Linked DNA regions of Rattus norvegicus: region 1 is linked to region 2. The links are chromatin contacts, called in public Hi-C maps. All regions are on one chromosome and are shown on one strand. Each heading gives the region's core, a stretch centred on a gene start, on an enhancer-like site or on the middle of the called end of the contact. The rest is flanking DNA. Distances are from core to core; before and after follow the strand shown.

The links. A called contact is a pair of places that touch in the nucleus more often than the background predicts.
Region 1: a contact with region 2 is called in a Hi-C map of liver, with 3 times the contacts expected there. The contact joins two enhancer-like sites. A contact is called at or near these places in 2 of 12 Hi-C or Micro-C datasets (the Rat2 cell line and liver).

Annotation. Positions count from the first base shown.
Region 1 is chr10:72,368,492-72,371,191 of GRCr8, reverse strand. Gdpd1 (glycerophosphodiester phosphodiesterase domain containing 1) reads left to right here. Exons shown (of 10, transcript NM_001044238.2): 2 at 1,387-1,429. Among named protein-coding and RNA genes, the nearest start is that of Gdpd1, 11 kb to the left of the region's middle. Within about 2 kb of position 1,406, at least 22 of the 93 cell types and tissues checked have an H3K27ac peak or open chromatin away from gene starts, as enhancers often do. A contact at or near this core is called in liver, where this site is marked.
Region 2 is chr10:72,184,562-72,187,261 of GRCr8, reverse strand. It overlaps LOC120095164 (a long non-coding RNA gene), which reads left to right. Exons shown (of 6, transcript XR_010055721.1): 6 at 1-2,700. Among named protein-coding and RNA genes, the nearest start is that of Dhx40, 67 kb to the right of the region's middle. Within about 2 kb of position 1,366, at least 6 of the 93 cell types and tissues checked have an H3K27ac peak or open chromatin away from gene starts, as enhancers often do. A contact at or near this core is called in liver, where this site is marked.

The DNA.
Region 1 (2,700 bases), core at 157-2,656, 180 kb before region 2:
ACTGAACAGCAGCTTTCTTCTGTGGCTCTCCCTGTGTCATTTCCCAGGCTGCTCTCTGGAAGGCTGCCTGACCTGGAAAGATTTCAGGTTTCAAGATTTTTATGACATTGGATTTACAGAATCTGAACACCTTGTGGTCATCGTGGATGAGTATCATGCAGTGCCTGGGGTAGATGGTCTCTGAGTAGAAAGGAGGCCTCCCAGCCCGCATCGTGACCCTGTGAGGTCCTTATAGTTTCTTATATTATAATGCTAATAGACCTTATTTGCATGCCAGCAGTTGATGAAAAATCATTTATCCTAAAATGGATCCTGAAATAAACTGGTTTTAAAATTAGACAGCAAAGATCACAAAGGGGGAACTTTGAAGGTGTTTTAGGGATGCCCATGATCCAGGTGGACATAAAAGAAGTTCAGATGAAAGAATTGTGGGCTGAAGTGACAACTGAATTTAACAGCAGCTCATTTAAAGAGGGCTAGCTTTGTCTGTCTGTCTGTCTGTCTGTTTTTAAAGACTGTGTTCGGACTGGAGAAATGGCTCAATGGTTAAGAGCATTTCCTGAAGTCCTGAGTTCAATTCCCAGCAACCACATGGTGGCTCACATCTATAATGAGATCTGATGCTCTCTTCTGGTGTGTCTTAAGACAGCTACAGTGCACTCATATCAAAGAATGAATAAATTTGGAGCTGGAGAGATGGCTGAGTGGTTAAGAGCACCAACTGCTCTTCCAGAGGTCCTGAGTTCAAATCCCAGCAACCACATGTGGCTCACAACCATCTGTAATAGGATCTGATACCCTCTTCTGGTGTATACAGCTACAGTGTACTCATATACATTACATAAATAAACCCTTTTAAAAATGAATAAATTTAAAAAAACAATAAAGCCTGTATGCCGTAGCCCAGACTGTCCTCCAACTCCTGGGCTTTCTCTTTGCCTTCCAAATTCTAGGCCTATAGACATGGGTTACCATGCCTAGTTTATAGTACCATAGAGTACTGGCACTTAAATCTAGGACTTTATACAAGTTAGGCAATCTGTTAACTGAACTTTATCCCCAGTCCCACAAAAAAAAAAAAAAAAAAAAAAAAAGGGTTCAGTAGGGACATCAGTGACCTCCATGGACAGTGAAGGAACCGTTATCTGAAATCCTTTAAATACATATTTGTTGATTTTTAAAAAAAGACTGGAAAACAGGATTCCGCCCACCTCACCCATCTCTCTCTCTCTCTCTCTCTCTCTCTCTCTCTCTCTCTCTCTCTCTCTCTCACACACACACACACACACACACACACACACTTAAAAAAAAGTTCATTCTCATTTCTAGAGAAATAGAATACTCAACAGGACCAGTAAATGAACTTTACCCTCCCTGTTTCCACAGGTGCTGGAGAAAACCTGGAGAACACAATGGCTGCCTTCCAGCAGTGAGTACAGCACAAGGCCCTCTCTGTTTCCAGCCTATCACTGAATTGATGAGGATTCACAGAGGGCTGCAGTGTATTTGTGCCGCTCACTTGTGATAGCTGTTTCTATGAAATGCCTTTTTTATAGTTTGAAATATTACAAAGAGCGTTTGCCTTCTGCATAATTGTAAAAGTGGTCCAAAGAGACTCGGTTTACAGAGCTAGAAGCAGACATCTGGGACAAGGGACAGACAGCGAGCGTACAGAAAGAGCGAGTGAGACAGCTGTTACCCTGGCTGCTGCTGAGGAACAGGACCAAGTGTCTCTGTGTCCAGGAGTTTCTGTTGAGCAGGTCCTGCAACCAGGGTTCTTCTCGGGATCCTCTTGTGTGCTGATGTTAGTTTTTAATAAGATGAGTTAGTGGGCTGGGGATTTAGCTCAGTGGTAGAGCGCTTACCTAGGAAGCGCAAGGTCCTGGGTTCGGTCCCCAGCTCTGGAAAAAAAAACAAAAAAAAAAAAAATAAGATGAGTTAGTGGTTTTGTTTATATTGGATTCATATTTCACACAGAGGCCTTTTCAAGGCTCTGTGGTGGTAGTAAAAGCTGCAGAAGACACTGATTGGAGCCCTTGTTCTTTGTCTCAGAGCCAGTGTTTACCATCAGCCTGTTTTCCTCTTTCTGAATACCAAAACCGGTTATGAAGCAAGGCCAATGAAAAGAAGACATTACCTAGTTACGCTTAATGAGAAAAAAAACTTCTAATGTAATTTTAAGCCATTTTAAGATGGGGTACCCCCCTCCTCTGTTCACTAGGGTGGTCTCACATTCCTAGGCAATTTGGAAACATTTTCTATGTAGCTAGAGCTAACCAGGAGGGTTTGCTTGTCTGTTGTGGTGGAGATTGAAGCCAGAGCTTTCTGCATGTTAAGCGCGCACTCCATGACTGAGGTACTCCCACATCCCAGCAGAATTTGGTCTAAATTTCTGCTTTTCACCATTTAGTGACATCTTAAAGATTATTTTTCTTCTCAGAGGTTGCTCATACCTTTCTTCCTGGCACTGGGGAAGCAGGGGCAGGCAGCTGTGTGACTCCCAGACAGCCAGAGTTCTATGGCAACGGTGATAGAGTGACTTCAAGAGGAACTTGATCCTCAGTTTGTGGCTCTGCTGCCAGAATTTGGGGAGCCAGGAACTTGAGTGATAGCATCTCAGCCAGGGGGTATAGCCAAATATATTGGAATTCCCCTGTATCCAAACTTCTCTCTGCCTGAGCTTCATTCCCCAGTCAGTAG
Region 2 (2,700 bases), core at 117-2,616:
TTAGTTAATCTGATAAAGGCAGCCAGTTTCCATGGTTACCTCGAAGCATGCAGCAAGGTGCCTTTCCTAGGAGGCCCTAGGTTTAAGCAAATAACAAAACATGGCCCCCGGCATAGTGAAAGTAACGTGAACCCCGTGAGCAGAATGGGATACTGGGGGAGGAGGGGTGCAAGCCAGAGACCCAGTGATTAGAGCTGGGTGTATCCTCAGAAACAGCGGAGAACATCCCTAGTGCCATGTCTGTTTCTAGAATGTAAGGGCCGTGTGAAGCCCCTCATCTGGTTCTCCTCTTGCTCTTTGCCTGGGTGATTATGCCCAGTCACAGGTCACTGGGCCAGTATTCAGTTAGTCTTAGCAACTAAGGTTAGGATGGGCCTCTGACACTTGCAGACAAGAGGTGCCAATCTGAAGTGTGAGCTATGTGGTCATACGTGTGGGGGGAAAGCCAGAGCAAGGTCTACACAATTACGTGGGGGCTCACTTATAAGGGCTTCCAGTTCTTACAACACTTCCCTTACATTGTAGCAGTTCCCCAGTGCCCAGCCATGGTGCTGAGTTATCTAACTACTGGGGTGGAAGGACCAGTCATCATCATAAGTCTGTAAGTCTGCCTTCAGCTTAGACACCACTGCCTAGTGGGTAGGCTTGTACCCTTGCTTCAGCTGGCTACAGACGTAGAGGTTCCCACAGATGACTCAGACAGCAGGAGATGTGCACACAGTTACGATTTATTTAAGTATTTTATGTGTATGAGTGCTTTGTTTGCATGAATGTCTGTCCACTGCCTGCTTGCCTGGTGCCCAGCAAGGTCAGAAGGGGAGGTTGGATTCCTTAAAACTGCAGTTGTGGGGTTGGGGATTTAGCTCAGTGGTAGAGTGCTTGCCTAGCAAGCGCGAGGCCCTGGGTTCGGTCCCCAGCTCTGAAAAAAAAGAAAAAAAAAAAAAAACAAAAAACAAAAAACAAAAACTGCAGTTGTGGGTGATTGTGAGCCAACACATGGGTGCTAGGAACCTTAGTCTTTGACAAGAGCAGCCCATGCGATCTGTGTAGCCGCAAGCTCCATACATTACTCATGGAGATAATTTATCAGAGTGAACTGTGTAAATTGGAATCAGCCAAGGGAAGGGGTACACACGCAAGCTTTCCCCTGGAACCCTGGAATCCTGCCTGGGAGGCCTGATGATATCCACACAGAATTGCCATGGTGGCAGAGGGACGCTCATCCCATTTCCTGGTTTGTTTTGAATGACATTTGACCACATGATGCCCACGTGGCTTTTAGTCCCCAGGTCCTTCTAAAGGTCGCCACTGATATCATTGTGACCCAAAGTCCCGGGCCTAAATCTCATGTTAGCTTTTCCAGCGGCCAAAGCTCCTAGGCAAACAAAACCATTGCTATCTAAGCAGGACTTTCAGGAACCTGGAGATCTCTGATGGCTAGCCAGGGCAAAGGCCAGGCTCCTTTGATAGCCAGCAGTCTCTCCTGCATTCCTTTGTCTTCCCCAGCCAGCTCACGTGTCTGTCTAGTTTGGAATGGGCTCAGGAGACATCTGAGATAACCTATGTTGAGTTAAGCAGGTCTTATCTAGTGGAAGGTTCACCAGGAAACACCCCCTCCCCCCACCATTGGGGTAGCAAATCCTGTTGCTGGAGAGGGATAGCCTCTAGACAAAAAAAATTCCTTTGTGGCACACAAGAAAGAGTCTACAGTCTGTTTATATTTATTTCTCTTTTTCTTTTGTGGTGTTGGGGATCAAATCCCATATATTTATGGTGGTAAGCAAATGATCTACCATTGGCTCCACTCTCAGCTGCTGTTGCCTTCTTTAAATTTCAAATACATTAATACTTTACTTCTTATAATGTGTATGGATGTTTTATCTGTCTGTATGTGTGTGCATTGTGTGAATGCCTGGTGCCTGTGGAAGCCAGAAGAGGGTGTCAGATGTCCTGGAAATGGAGTTGTAGCTGCCCTGTGGAGAGTGGGAACTGAACCCTGGTTCCTCTGGAAGAGGACCCTTTTTTTTTTTTTTTTTTTTTTTTGGTTCTTTTTTTCGGAGCTGCGACCGAACCCAGGGCCTTGCGCTTGCTAGGCAAGCGCTCTACCACTGAGCCAAATCCCCAACCCCCCCAGTATCTTCTTAATCACCAAGCCATCTCTCCAGTCCTTGCAACCTTCTTTAAAAAAACTTACACTAAGGGTTGGGGATTTAGCTGAGTGGTAGCTCAAGGCCCTGGGTTCGGTCCCCAGCTCCGAAAGAGAAAAAAAAGAAAAAAAAAAACTTATACTAAATATTTGTTGCTACATGAAGAATGGCAGCATCCCTGTTCAGTCAGCCCACTGAACATGTTCTCTGTTCTACCTCTCCTTCGTCCCCTGCTTCTTGCTCTAATCTTAGGCCTTTGGTTGCCAAGGAACGTATCTTTTTCTTATACCCCCAGTGCCTCGCAGGAGCCAGTCCTGAAAAGCATTCTGTAGCTATGGGTCCTGGTTCACCTGCTCAAGAGCACAGCTCTGCCCAGCTCCAAAAAAAGAAAAAAAAAAGAAAAAAAAAAAAAGAAAAAAAAAAGAAAAAAAAAAAAAGAGCTCAGCTCTGTCTAATCTCTCCAAATAAGGGCTAGTATAGATGCTTCTGGCTGCAGGCCTGCCTGCTTTTTGGAAAAAAACACTTTCATCTGGAAGATTTACTGTGTAAAATG